Linked DNA regions of Mus musculus: region 2 is linked to region 1. The links are chromatin contacts, called in public promoter capture Hi-C maps. All regions are on one chromosome and are shown on one strand. Each heading gives the region's core, a stretch centred on a gene start, on an enhancer-like site or on the middle of the called end of the contact. The rest is flanking DNA. Distances are from core to core; before and after follow the strand shown. Region 1 holds the start of Adgrg3 (adhesion G protein-coupled receptor G3). Region 2 overlaps Cngb1 (cyclic nucleotide gated channel beta 1).

Region 1 (7,418 bases), core at 1,604-4,103:
TGGTGGTACCTGCAGTCCCAGCACTTGAGATGCTGAGGCAGGAGATTGAGAGTTCAAGACCAGCCTGGGCTGTATAGTGAGCCTCTCAAGGAGTGAGGAGAGGAAGCTAAGTCCCCTTTATTCGAAGTCTGAGATTCGCCCAGGTCCACAGCCCCACCCCAGCTCCCACCCTCAGCCCCTGCTGTGCCAGGGGAAGGTGGGGGTACTCTGGGGCTTGACAGGGTGAGTGGAACACTGCCTTGGCAGTTCTAGGTATACCAGCAGTTCCCACAGCATGGCACAGATGTGACAGATTTGAGACCTGTCTGGACTTTGGCCCGTGGAAGCCCCATGTCTCTCTCCATCTTCCTCCACAACTCTGGTGGCCTCTGCTTTTACTTTGGAGTTCTTTTGTTTGTGTGCTTGATTGCTTTTTTTTTTTTTTTTGGAAGGGGGGGGCAGGGTTTCTCTGTATCCCTGCCTGTCTGGAACTCACTGTATAGACCAGGCTGGTCTCTACCTACCTACCTACCTCTGCCTTTTAATTGCTGGGATTAAAGGCATGGACCACCATGCCCACCTTACTTTGGAGTCCTTATGTTCCTCCCCCTGCGGAAAGAACCAGACTTTCCCGAGCCCCTCTGCTGCGTGTCCTGGCCTGACATCCCCCCTCCTCTCACAGGAAGAAAGCCTCCACCCCAATTTCTTCTTTCCTAACCTCTGGTTCTGAGGCTGGCTCAGAGAAGGAGATGGGACCCCTGATATCTCTGAGTCTTCTTTGGCCCGAGTAGTTCTTTCTAGGCTGAGGATCGGTAGACAACACACTTACCTTCCCATTAAGGCAAGCAAGAGAGTCTCTAAAGACACGTTTCTGATCTGGATACAGTCAGGTGATACCGGCTGGCCTGGCAAAGGGCTTGAGACCTTGGAATAAGCTGCGGTGACAGGAGATAGGATGGGACATGACTGTTATGTTAGTCCTGAAATGTGGGGGCCCAGGGCTCTGCAAAGGATCTCAGGCTAGTACCTAGCTAGTCTCACTGGGTCCTTCTAGAAGCTCTGCAGGGCCTGGCTCTCCCACCTCTCTACCTCCCAGGGACACTGGGCACTATGCTTCTGCCTGCAGGTCACCAACCTTTTTTTTTTCTCTCTCATGTATCCATGAGACCCATGGAGCCATATGAGACACAACCCAGCATATCAGGAACCACCGTGTCACGACATCCTTGCCTGAGGTTGGGAGAGACGCCACAAGCAATTAGGGGAGGCTGACTCAGGGCAGAGCAGGCCCAGTGGCTCCCATCTTCCTGTCAGAGGAAGCTCAGGGACACAGGAACTTCTGGATTCTGACCTGGGACTCCAGGCTCTATCCGTCCCCACCCCCACCTTCTACAGAGCAAGAGTGACCTGTATCCCTTCCCACACCCCCTCAGATCCAAAGGGCCCAGCAGGGGACCATGTGAAAGGAAGGAGAGACAGATGATGGTTATAACTGGACAGCTCCCCAGAAAGAGCAGAGCTAGCTCAGTCCTAAGGGGGTGTCGGTAACAGGTGACGGTATTGAGGCTCTTTTACCCATCTGAGTAGCTGTGGACAACCAAGGGCCTGGCCTTCTCCATGACTTTCTTGGGGTCAGCCGACTGGTAGGCTCCACCTCTTCCCCAGGCATGTGCATGTGTGTATGTGTGTTTGTGTGTATATGTGTGTATGCGTGTGTGTATGTGTATATGTGTGGTTGTGTGTATGTGTGTTTGGGTGTATGTGTGTTTGTGTGTATATATGTGTGTTTGTGTGTATGTGTGTGTGTATGTGTGTTTGTGTGTATGTGTGTTTGTGTGTATGTGTATATGTGTGTTTGTGTGCATGTGTGTATGAGCCTATATGATTCCCCATCCTCCTGCCTGGACCAGCAGTGACCAGCCTGGAGAGGATGACTGTCACTTCACAGAACTGATAACTAGTACATACTAGTGCTGGTTAACTAAGTACCTCCTCTACAGAGCAGCTCCACGCATCTCATGTCCTTCCCATCATGCCTGAGAGGGGCCAAGCAGCAGACAGCTCCCACAGGGTCATCAGGCCGGGCAGTGGCCACAATGGATATGTCATGGCTGATGAGCTTCCCCAGATGCCAGCGACCTGCACAGGGCCCAGCGTCCTATTCCTGATACTAGCCACCAGCTTCTTCTCCCTGTTATCCTGCCTGTGGGAGAGGCTCAAGGCCTGCAGCATCAACTCTCCTCCCCATCCCTCCCCTCCCCTCCTCCCTCCCCTTCCCTCCCCTCCCCTCCCCTCTAGGAGACCATGCAGGTTAGGTTTGCCTCTGGCCTCATTCATAGGCTTTCCACATCTTTGGCCTCATGGGTGTGCTTGGCTGGTTACAGGTCTCATCAAATCCAGACACTGACAATCAGCCTGTGTATGCTCTGTGGAGGATGTAAATAAGCCGATAACCAGCCCAAGCACATGATAGTAATCACTTCTGTGAAGTGACAGTCACCCTTCCCCCTCCCCCAAGATGGTCACTGCTGGTCCAGGCAGGAAGAAAGGGGACCACATACACACATACAAACACACATACAGAGGCAGGAATGAGTCTCAGACACCCTTGCTAGGGAGATGGGGAAGGTATGACTGACTCCAAGTCTTAGGGTTTCGCTGGGCAGAGACACCTATGGCTGCTGGGCTCCTACTCCAGCATCCACTCATACAGTGGTGGAAGGTTAGCCCAGTTCCCTCTGCAGGTGGTCTCAGGAGCATTTGAGATCCAGAGCTCCGCCCAGTTCCTCACATTCACCTTTCACAACCCCTCGATGGCGCCATTCATTGGTCAGGAAGAACGAGAAAGAGGCCACAGGAAACAGTGGCCGCACGTCAGGGGGCAGGAAGAAGGTCAGTTGGACAGTTTGGGACTGAGGGACCACACAGCCATAGAACTTCGCTGAGCACTGATGGCGACAGCCAGGAGTCTGGGCCTCCTGTTCTTTCTGCTGCTGACTTCAGGTGAGCGGGCGGGGCTCCTCTAGCTATCCTGCTAAGCCTGGGAGACTCTGTGCTGCAAAGGGCCCCAGGGGAGCATGGGAAGAGACCCAGGGACTCGTAGTGACTCCCTCATCATCCCTTCTGGCCTTGTCCCTCCAGGTCATCCCTGTCCATCTTGCTGGGTCTCAGGCTCCTGTTGTCACCCCATAGTGTATTGTCGGTGGGCAAGAAAGACACTGCCCATCTGTTCTGGCTGGAACCAGGTTCTTGGACATGGTGGGTCAAACAAGCTATTCAGTTCTGGGCTCCAGGCAAAGGCATCAGAGGCCCTGGAAGCTGCCTGTAAGGGCGGACAGCTGCTCTGCCCACATAGTCCATCCATCACAGGCTCCCCGTTCCTGTCGGCACCATTCAGTGTCATCAGTGACAGGAGACGGGACCCAGAGCACTCCCATCACATACAGCTCAACTTAATACACCGACATGAGATTCCCAGTCCTGCCTCTACCCAAGTTGAGCCTGCTACCCCCCTCACCTCCGTAGATGGCTATACCCTTCTTGACTGTTGAGAGATGGCTATGTGGAGTGATGAGGTGCTCCCGTCTCCATGCCCCGCCTCTCCTTGTTTGCTCCAACTTTGGCAAGTATCCTTAGGTGTCTGCCTTTCTGAGTCACTTATGGACAAGTGACTAGTCACACAGATTAGCATCTCTTGGTTCAGAAGAAAAAAAAATCTCTTCTCTTCCAATGCTGGGACAGTCAGTCAAGGATAGAGTTGAGTGTCTGACTCAGAGGTGGACCAGGTATTGTGACATATACTTGCACTTGGAAGGTAGAGAGGCAGAGGATCAAGACTTTGAGTTCTGTTTCAGCTCATAGTGAGTTTGAAGCCATCCTGAGCTATTGGAGATCCTGAGTATAAAAGTGGGTAGAAATTGACAGGGCTGTCTTTCAGCAGAGCAGGCAATGCTGGACAGGCCAAAAAGACTCCTCCGAATGGAGATGTGGATCTAGTAGTGGCAGGGATGCTCATGACTGGGCAATGTGTCAGTCACCTGAGTGACATAGGAGGTAGCATCGGATGCCTTTTGTCCATTTACCTACTGGCTCTTTGCTTACATACCCAAGAAATATACATGGTGCTAAAAAGAGGCACAAAAGTGGTAGCTACTTGCCTGAGGGAGGCTCTTGGCACCCTGAGTCTGAAGGCTGAGGAATGGGCTAGCCCCAGGTATTGGCTGCAGAAGGGAAAGAGGCTGGCAGTAAGTGGAGGGAGGGAGGCTGAAGGGACAAGGGGCAGGGTATAGGGAACATATGGGTCACCTTCTGGCCTCTGACCTCCTGCCTGCCCTCACCTGCTGCATCCCAACTGTTGAACTCACACCAAGGCGTCCAAAGTCCTCAGCAAACACCCTTGAGACACAGCACTTCCTAAGATCTTGAGTTTGAGGCTAGCCTGGGCTATATCCTAAGGACAAAGCGGGGTGGGGAGCCACAAGTTGGATGTCAAGAGCTTCCCTTAGGTATCCCTGCTGGGATTCCCAGCAAGGTGGAGGAAAGCTGTATTCTTACCTACCCTGAGGCCATCCCCCCCTTTCCTAACCCTTGACACCCCCCTCCCCCATGGAGTCCTTCTTCCTCCTCTCTAACCCTCCTTAGATTTCATGTGAATGCAAATAGGGCCGATCTCAGAGACTGAGCCTAGCATCTGGTCTCAGTGCATCTTATAAGCTCCACATACTATTTGAAAACCGAAGCAAAATTGAACAACATATAGACCCAATTTCTATAAATATGCTAATATGTTCTTCCCTGTTCACTCTTTGTCCTGCCATGCCTTTATCATGAATTTTATTTTCTGTACTAATATTTGAAAATGAACCAGCTTTCTTTAAATCGGAAGTGGTAATGTCCATGATATTTTTCGTGGGTTTTTTTGTTTGTTTGTTTAAGATTTATTTATTTCATGAATGTGAGTACACTTTCACTGTCTTCAGACACACCATAAGAGGGCATCGGATCCCATTACAGATGGTTGTGAGCCACCATGTGGTTGCTGGGAATAGAATTCAGGACCTCTGGAAGAGCAGTCAGTGCTCTTAACCTCTGAGCCATCTCTCTAGCTCCAATGATATTTTTTCAATCAAATACCAGCAAAGGATATTTAAAAAGTATCAAAAACAAAAAAACAAAACAAAACAACAACAAAAAACCCACAAAAACCAAAAAACAAACAAAAAACCCCCAAACCAACCAACCAACCAACCAACCAAACAAAAGTCACACCTTAGTCAGGTGTTGGTGGTGCACGCCTTTAATCCCAGCACTTGGAAAGTTGAGGCAGGAGGAACTCTGTGTTTGAGGCCAGTTTGACCTACATAGTGAGTTCCAGAGCACCCAGGACTATGTGGAGAGACTAACTCTGTCTCAAAAAAAAAAAAAAAAAAAAAAAAAGCTACATCCTCCAGAATACCTCAGATGGTCTGTGTGCTCAGGTATATTATCTCTTTTCATCTCTAAAACGTAAAGGGTGAGAGGACCAAGCGCTTGCGTAATTTGCCAGAGGACAAACGGCTAAGCAGGGACAGGAAGCTTCCTGCATTCCATAGCACAGGGCTCTGCACCAGAAGTCACAGAACTGGTCTCTAGTCCTGAAGCACCTTCCAACATGGGCTGACTACTCCCCAGCCTCAGCCTGCTGCAGCCTTTACCCAGTCCAGGCAAAGATGGGAGGCTAGGACAGAGCCAGCCACAAGACTTACAAGAGTTAGAGAATCGGCCGCGGCGCCCGGGTGCCTAGCCTGGGAGGATCTGACGGAGCAAGGGCAGGAAACCAGGCAGGCTCTGTGGAGGATGTGGCTGAAGAGCCACAGTTCTGAGAGATAAAACACTGTGCACTGCCAGGCAAAGCCTTTGTCTGGAGAACCACATGCCACGTGTCGTCATCTCCCACCCCCACCCCCAACCCCACCCAGGCCCTGTGAGGTGGGAATGCCAGTTCTCCCCTGAGAACTCCGGGACTGGGGAGGGTGGAGTCTGCCGGAGTGCCCCTAGCTGGGTGATGGACCAGCTACCTCTCCTAGGCCACTGCCCCTCTCCCACTTGCCCCATCTCACCCCACTTCCTCCCCTAGATGAGGAGACCACGGAAGAGCCGAGGAATGTCTGCCGTCGGCTTCAGGAGGGCCACGAGTATGACACCTTCGACTTGAATGACACTGCTCAGTGTTTCACCAAGTGTGGGCAATCGGAGCACAGCCCCTGTGACGTGGGGAACCTGCAGAGGTGAGAGGAGAGGAATCTGGGCAAATGGGAGGAGTGGCCTGTTGGGAAGCCATACTGTCATAAGTTCTCAGCGCCCTAGAATAGCATGCTGTTCCCCTTTCACCCTTTCATGTTCTCCCTAACCTGGCCCTGCCTTGGTCATCAGAGTTGCTACTGATTAGGACAGTGGTTCTCAACTTGTGGGTCTTGATCCTTTTGAGGGTCAAATGACCCTTTTCCAGGGGTCACCTACGACAGTTGGGAAACACAGGGGAAGGACTTTGGGGTATACAGGACAGCTTTCTGGTGAATCCACACAGTGGTGGATAATGTAGCTGCTTAATTTCATAGTACTGGGAAAGAACTAGAGTGCTTTGGACTGTAAGCATGCAAAGAGGTGCGGGGGACAGAGGTGGCAATGTCGAGATGAGATGAGGGCCGGGGGGTGGGGTGGGTGTTCAGACTGGAAACGCAAGCAAGAAGTCAGGGGTGAAGGACCAAGTTAACTAGACAATTATGGGAAGCAGAGAGATGATGTATTCAAAGTTAAGAAGGGTGTGGTCAACTCGAGATTGATTGCTTGGACTTCAGGGACATCCAGGGGTGGTGACCAACGTGGAGGTGTGACCCATTAGGGTGGAATTCTGCTGGTACTATGAAGCTGCTCAGGAAAGATGGCTCAGGCAGGCTTCATGGGACCAAGAAGCTGGCTAGATGGGGCAAGGGAGACAAAGCTCCCTGGTGCTGTCCCTGCTGGAGTCACAGTTGACACACTAGCTCTGCCTCTCTGCTCTTCTCTGGGCTCTAGGCAGAGGGACCCAAAGCTCACCTGGGATACCACAGAAGTGCCCAGCTTACAGTCAGAACTCAGAAAATGGTTGTTGAAGGGAGGAATGAAAAATCTCTGCTCAAGTCTGGCTATTAAGACGGTGTTTATATTGAGGTTCATTCTTTCTGTGGCCTGGAAATGCCCTGAGTCCTGCCTACAGCTTCTTAGACACTGTGAATGAAGCCCAGGGTACCTGTGTGCTCATGTCCTGGATAAGCACCTTGGAGAGAGCAGGTGCCTTGGTTCTGAAGGGTGTGGTCTGCTCCCTCTCCATACTTGGGACTGAAGGGTGTGGTCCGGTTCCACTCCATCCCTTCAGTTTGCCCTTTTCTCTTCATAACAACACTATCTTCAGCTACTTCTCT
Region 2 (7,418 bases), core at 3,035-5,534, 250 kb after region 1:
TCATCCTGAGAAGGTAGCTTCTTCCTGTAGAGACCCAGACAGGTAAGGATCCTTCCGAGAAGGCAGGCTAAAGGAAACAAATGGCTGCCTTGGAGCTGGTTCCCGGGAGGTGAGGGGGCTTGACTTGGGACCTCAGTTTGCACAACTCTCAATGGCCTGGTCCAAAGTGAACAGCTTGGACTCTGATCAGGCAAACTTGGAGTCTGACCTCAGCACAACACTTAAAGTCTAAGCTACTTCCATTGCTTCCTCTAGACATGACACTGAATCTACCCAATGAGAGAAGGAGGTATTTGTTCCTCAGTCCAGTCTCTGCGTAAGTGTCCTTCTGCCTCTCATTCTGATCTGAAGTCCCCAGTGCCTTTGTCATGCTTCCCTCCAGCTGTGACACCAAGCCATGGAGTCTGATCACCAGCTCATCGTGTGACTTTGAACAAATCCTTCCTTCTTAACCCTGGGCTCCCTGAGAATGAGACTGAAGTTATCTAAGGAAGCCCCTGTCGTCCAGGAAGCCATGACTGTTGCAATCGGAGCCACTGGTATCTTGTCTGATTAGGTCTGAAGGTCCATAGGCCAGAGCCTGGGTAGCATGAGCTGTGAGCTGGGGGTGCCCTTGGTACTATTTGACATTGGTGTCCTTGATGCTAATCCTCTGGACTTTCCCACCTTCTTCCTCAAGAGTGGGGATGAGTTGCTTTGTGGGAAAAGCCCCAAAACCTGGGAAAGAAAGACAGGCATTACTTAACACTATGAAGAAAGCCATCCCCAGGTTCAGAGAAAGATCTGCTAAGGGTGGTGCAGAGTGAGTCAATAGAGAGACACAGGATGGCATCTGGTGGATACAGGTCAGGGTAACATCTAGGGATGATTCTCTGTGAGTCTATGTATCTTTGGGTGTGTCTGTTTGTGTCTGTGTCCATGTGTCTGTTTCTCGTTTCATTTTTCATTTTTTTGTTTTGTTTTAATTAATTAACTTATTTATTTACTTATTCACTTTATATCCTGCTCACTGTCCCCTCCAGGGGCCTATCATGTGGCCTGAGCTGGTTTCAAGCTTTTAATCCTTCTGCCTTAACTTCCTGAGTGCTGAGATTAGATGCACATGCCATCCCCACAGAGTTTAGAAAGAAACATTTTATAAATTAATGTCTGCAGAAGAGAAGAAGGACTATTTCCTAAAGACTTGTATTAGCACATAAACACAAAATGCTCAGGGCTCACACATGGACCAAGAATCTAGGAACATAGATAGGCATGTTAGTGTATGATGGCAACATGTTAGCCCATCAAGTAAGGTCAGAACATCAGGTAACAAGAAGATGAGGGCGCCAGGCAGTGGTGGCCCACGCCTTTAATCCCAGCACTTGGGAGGCAGAGGCAGGCAGATTTCTGAGTTCGAGGCCAGCCTGGTCTACAGAGTGAGTTCCAGGACAGCCAGGGCTACACAGAGAAACCCTGTTTCGAAAAACAAAAGGAGAAGGAGAAGAAGAAGAAGAAGAAGAAGAAGAAGAAGAAGAAGAAGAAGAAGAAGAAGAAGAAGAAGAAGAAGAAGAAGAAGAAGAAGAAGAAAAAGAAGAAAAAGAAGAAGAAGAAGAAGAGAGCTTAAGGGCTTAAACATGAGTGTTATACCCCAACTGGGAATAACATGGCAATGCACATGGGTGGACCTGCATAGGAGGGTCAGCCTTTAGGACACAAACAATAAAAGAAGTTAGGACATGTGTGCTGGTTTACCTCCACAGTCCCAGCACTTGAGCGGCAGAGCAGGAAGCTTGTGAGTTCAAAGCAAGCCTGGACTCCATGATGAGACACTGACTGAGAGAGAGAGAGAGAGAGAGAGAGAGAGAGACAGACAGACAGACAGACAGACAGACAGAGACAGAGACAGAGACAGACAGACAGACAGAGACAGAGACAGAGACAGAGACAGAGACAGAGACAGACAGACAGAGAGGCAGAGAGACAGACAGAGACAGAGAGAGACAGAGGGAGAAGGAAGGAGGGAGGAAGGGAAGAAAGGGAGGGAGGGATGGATAAAGGGAAGAAGGAAGAAAAAAGGGAAGAAAGGAAAAGGAAAGGAAAGGGGAAGGGGGAAGGGAAAGGGAAAGGAGAAAGGGAAGGGGAAAGGGAAGGGGAAAGGGGAAAGGGAAGGGGACAGGGGAAAGGGGAAAGGGGGAAGGAAGAAAAGAAGGGGAAGGAAGAAGGGGAAGGAAGAAGAAGGGGAAGGAAGAAGGGGAAAGAGGAAAGAAAGGGGAAAGGGGAAAAAGGGGAAAAGGGGGAAAAGGGAAAAAGAGAAAAAGGGAAGGGAAAGAAGACAGTGTGGCTACAGAGTTTGCCCAGCTCTGAGGACAGGACACTGTGCTGAATTCAGTTCCACTACTATCAGCTCGGGGCACACAGGATAGTCTGGCTGTGGTCCTTAACCATGACACGGCAACAACACAGCAAAGCAGTTTGGTTTAAAAGTGAGGCCCTGGGTACTGTCTGGGTACTGGGACAAGATGCTTCCATGGGTAAAGGTGCTTGCCCTGCAAAACTGGAGGTTCCATCCCCAGAGCCTCATAAAGGCAGACGGAGAGAATCCACAGCACAAAGCTGTCTTCTGACCCCCAAATGCATGCCACGGCACATGCTCACACTAAATAAACGAATGGATGCCAAATAAATGTATTTTTAAATTGTTAAGACATTCTGGGAGCGTGAGCTTTTGACTGGGATGTGAAGTCCTGAATTAAAAAGAAAAACTAAGAGAGGAAAAATAAACAAGATGTAGGACTCTGGCAATTTATAAAGCACACGGAAGCTTTAGGAAGCGATGTGCTGCCAGAACGTAGACTGAAGCAAGATTTAAAAAGGGGGCAGAGGCTAGTTGTTACATTTAGTGTATATGTGAACAATAGCATTTGCTACAAAGCATCCCTCTGTCTTGCAGCTGAGACTGCTTCTCAGCCGCGCAGGCAGAGGAGATCTGAGTCCTGCTACTTCCCATCTCTATTGTCTGCCCCATCTGTCAAACCCGCTAGCCAGCCGCACAGCTCAGATAGAGATGCAAGCAAGTCATCATGGGTAACCTGTGGCCTGCTGCAGCGGCGCCGGGAACTGTGAGGGTGTCCGACTTGACAGGAGACGGTGGTGGTCTCTCAGGTGGAGGGAGTGTCTCCTCTGGGATGAGGGGGCCACTATCAGCATCCGTGTCTTCTACCTGGAGCTCCGGGTGCTCCTTTGTGGCTGGTACTGTGGAGAGTCAGAGAGAGAGGCCAGGTCCTAGGGCTGTCATTGAAGGGTTTCTCCTCACCCTGGGGCCCCCAGCCAAGCTCCATGCAGCCTGAAGCCCTCTGTGTGTCTCCACCATCCCAAACCCAATCCCAGGAGCTGGAATTTTAGCCTAAATGTTCCAGAAATCAATCAATCAATCAATCTCTCTCTCTCTCTCTCTCTCTCTCTCTCTCTCTCTCTCTCTCTCTCTCTCTCGTCAGCTTCTCAGCATGGAAATTAGCAGTGATCTGGGGAGGCTGGGACTAAATATTACACAGACAGGTCCATCTGTTGCCCTCTGAAGGTAGGAGAAACCATGTCTCCCACACCTGTAGAGAAGGGTAGAAGCCAAAGCCTTGGATTCTTGAAGAGACTCCAATTCCGATGTATTTGCTGTCCTGGCCATGTGTTTGTCTAGGGACCTGCTTTGGAGGGTATTTACATCTATAGCAGGAGCACCCAGAGGTCACCTGCTGCCTATTTGGACCTCTGAAAAACCTGAGTCTTCCTCAGAATCAGGTACTTCCTGGGATGGCCGGGGCATGACACCTTTTAGGCTACAACACTAGAGTCAGCAGGCTACAGGCCTGCTCCCCAGCAAGGCTGGGAAGTACTCTGAAATAATTGTCCCTGGGATGTTTCTTTTCATGGCCACCACAAGAAATCCAGTGCACAGCTTACAGCTATACAATGGGGAGGAGAAGGGGCCTCAGACCTGGGCGTTTCTTTTACTAAGTCATCAACCTCCCCCCCACATACACACCAGGAGGACCACCAAGAATGGGAAAGGTTTTTAAAAAAAGCTGAGGCAGATCATTTGCTATACTGACAGAGGTCCTCCAGGCTGAGGGGAAGATAAAAACCTTACCTGCTGCCCACTGCTCCCCATGGAAGGAGAAGAGGAAAAACCCTAAAGGTTAGCCCTCGGGGTTCCAGTACAGCTCCCAGCATGGTCTCAGCTCTAGGCCCAGGATAGCCAGTCTGCTACATCCTCAAGAAGTCTGACTCAAGAATCCAGGCAGGGCAACGCCTCTCCCCCCCCTCCTATCTCACCCCACCCCTGCTTGCTTTGTGCAGGACTCCACCCATCACGTCCATCCCCCAGCGCAAAGAAGAAACAAGCAGGCAGTAGAGGGCAGCTCAGATGAGATAGTTTACATTATATTGATTTCTAGACTAATAATGCTAGAAACAGGAACATTAAAATGTTGTTTACTGTGAAGCATTTCAATGTGCTTATAGCTCAGCACTCCCTCCCTCCCTTTTCTTTCTTCTTTTGAAGTTTTAAGAAAACTACATTTATTAGCTGGGTGGTGGTGATAGTGGTGGCGCACACCTTTGATGCCAGCACTTGGGAGGCAGCAGCAGCTGGCTGGATCTCTGAGTTTAAGGCCAGCCTGGTCTACAGAGCGAGTTCTAGGACAGACAGAACTACACAGAGAAACCTTGTCTTGGAAAAAATAGTTTATTTATTATGTGTGGAGTAGAAGTACACACTGGTGTGTGTGTGTGTGTGTGTGTGTGTGTGTGTGTGTGTGTGTGTGAGAGAGAGAGAGAGAGAGAGAGAGAGAGAGAGAGAGAGAGAGAGAGAGAGAGAGAGAGCTTGTGGGAGTTGGTTCCCTTCCTTCCATCATGTGGATTCTGACATGTGGATAAAGACACCCTGACTTTTCTTGCTAGCCAGCCTGCTTGCCTGCCTTCCTTCCTTCCTTCCTTCCTTCCTTCCTTCCTTCCTTCCTTCCTTCCTTCCTTCCTTCCTTCCTTCCTGGGTCTCACTATGTAGCTCAGGTTGGCCTTAAATTCCCAATCTTCTTGCCTCAGTCTCCACAGTGCTGGTTTAGGGGTGTACCCTGGGACTCTCTCTGTCATCTAGGCTGGCCTAGAACTCAGAGATCTGCCTGCCTGCCTCTGCCTCCAGAATGCTGGGATTAAAGGCGTGTGTCACCAGTGCCTAGCTTCTGGTATTTGTTTTTAAATGTCAAGTACTCACATCTATTCTCGCCCCCCCCCTCCCCTAAAATGGGTCTTGCTGTGTTGGCTTGAGCTGGCAGTGTGTTCTGGCCTCTTGCCCCAGCTTCCTGAGAGTCTGTAACTGTAGGCTCTCACCAGGATACCAGGGTGTGTTCACCTCCCCAGCAGCTCTGCAGGGCAGTTGTTACTGTTTCTGGTTTACCAGTAAGGGAACAGCAGGGTAGGAAAATTCAAAGGCCTGCTTCAGAGTCAGCCACAGCTCAGAAGTACTAAGGCATCACTGACAAACTGACAAACAGTTGGGAGTTTTGTGGTCTTTCCTTTTTTTTTTCTTTTTTGAGGCATGGTCTTGCTATGTGACCCCACTCGAGAGCATCTTTGTTTCTTTCTTTTTTTTTTTTTTTTCCTTTTTTCTTTCTTTCTTTCTTTTTCTTTTTTTTTTTTTTTTTTTTTTTTTTTTTTTTTTTTTGGTTTTTTTCAAGTCAGGGTTTCTCTGTATAGCCCTGGCTGTCCTGGAACTCACTTTGTAGACCAGGCTGGCCTCGAACTCAGAAATCTGCCTGCCTCTGCCTCCCAAGTGCTGGGATTACAGCCGGGCACCACCACATCAGGACCCAAAACAACATTCTTGTTGAACCTCTTAGATTCCACCTAAAATTCCGTGTCCTGGCCTCGCTGTACCAGCCACAGCCTCGTGGTGCTCCTGGGAGTATTTCCCAGCTGGAGCCCCCAATTTCCCAGAGAGGACATACATGATTCCAGACGCACAGACCAGAAAAGGGGAGCCAGAGAATGAGACCATGGCACCACTGTCACTCTTCCTGCATCTTGATTACAGAGGGGACTAGTTAAGTCAGTGCTTCTGTGGCCTTGGCAGTGCATCTGGGCTCCAAGCCTTCAGCGGGTTCTGTATCTCATGAGTAACACGCGAGAACCACATGCAAACCATAGCTCTGTTTTTCCCTGTGCTTGTGGTTATTCCTACTGATGCTATCTGTTTCTGTTTCTGGCCTTTATTTTTTAAGGCAGCTTTGATTTGTAGCCCAGGCATACATTTAACTCAAGACCCTTCTGCTTCAGCCTTCTCAGAGTGCTAGGAAGATAGGCAGTTAGCTTTACCTGTCAACTGGACACAGCTCACACTTGTTTGAGAGAATTCCATTGGGAGTTGCCTCCATCTGATTAGCCTGTGGGCATGTCTGAGAAGTATTTCTCTCTCTCTCTCTCTCTCTCTCTCTCTCTCTCTCTCTCTCTCTCTCTCTCTCTCTCTCCTCTTTCTGTCTCTAAATGGGATAGGAATATCTCCTATCTATTTATTTATTTATTTATTTATTTATTTATTTATTTATTTAATGAATGAATGAATGCCTGAGTACTACTGCTGCATGCACACCTACATGCACACCTGCATGCCAGAAGGGGGCATCAGATCCCTTTATAGATGGTCATGAGCCATCATGTGGTTGCTTGGAATTGAACTCAGGACCTCTGGAAGAGCAACCAGTGCTTTTTAACCACTGAGCCATCGCATCACCCTCCCCAGAAGCATTCTCTTAATTGCTAACTGGAATGGAAGAGATCTAGCCGAGCAAGTCAATAAGAGCGAGCCAGTAAGCAAAGTTCCTCCACGGTTTCTGCTCCAGGTTCCTGCTTTGAGCTCCTGCCCTGGCTTCCTTCAATGGTGGACTATGACCCGGAAGTGTAAGCTAAAATAAACCCTTTCCTCCACAAGTTGCTTTTGTTCGGCATGTTATCACTGCATCACTGGAGCAAACTGTTGACATCTTCTGTCTATGGAGGCCATGCCGGTCTTCCATTTGACTGGCCATTAAAAGTTTTCCTATTTAAAAAATTAAAATAAGAAAATCCACCAAAAGAGGTCTAGTAAGTAATGACAGTCAAGGTCAGGAGACCTGTGGAGCAGTATAGTTGCCCCAGCTACTGGCAGACAGAGCTCAGGCGTCACCCCTCACTGCAGGCATGAGCTCAGCCCATGCAGTGCCCATTGTGAGCCAGGAAGAGGAGACAAGGACAGCCACATACCTACCTCCCTACCCCCCCCAACTGCTTGTCCTTTTTATTTTTTATGATAACCCATCAACTCCAATCTGTGTTGCCCATATAAACTCCTGGGTAGAAGGCTATCCATCCATGGGGCATGGTGGACCCACCAGGAGCCACATCCTTACAGA

The links. Promoter capture Hi-C pulls out the DNA fragments that hold promoters and counts their contacts.
Region 2: a contact with region 1 is called in a promoter capture Hi-C map of embryonic stem cells, with 4 times the contacts expected there. The contact joins the enhancer-like site here to the promoter of Adgrg3 in region 1. A contact is called at or near these places in 5 of 39 promoter capture datasets (cranial neural crest, embryonic stem cells and pre-B cells) and 2 of 9 other capture datasets (adipose tissue and pancreatic islet).

Annotation. Positions count from the first base shown.
Region 1 is chr8:95,014,839-95,022,256 of GRCm38.p6, forward strand. It overlaps Adgrg3 (adhesion G protein-coupled receptor G3), which reads left to right and starts at 2,854. Exons shown (of 12, transcript NM_173036.3): 1 at 2,854-2,982; 2 at 6,095-6,245. The coding sequence starts at 2,931. Gm51544 (a long non-coding RNA gene) reads right to left here and starts at 5,409. Exons shown (of 4, transcript XR_003947440.1): 1 at 3,497-5,409; 2 at 1,115-1,209; 3 at 809-914.
Region 2 is chr8:95,267,732-95,275,149 of GRCm38.p6, forward strand. It overlaps Cngb1 (cyclic nucleotide gated channel beta 1), which reads right to left. Exons shown (of 33, transcript NM_001195413.1): 17 at 3,072-3,234; 18 at 1-24. Among named protein-coding and RNA genes, the nearest start is that of Cngb1, 35 kb to the right of the region's middle. Within about 2 kb of position 4,285, at least 6 of the 459 cell types and tissues checked have an H3K27ac peak or open chromatin away from gene starts, as enhancers often do. A contact at or near this core is called in embryonic stem cells, where this site is marked.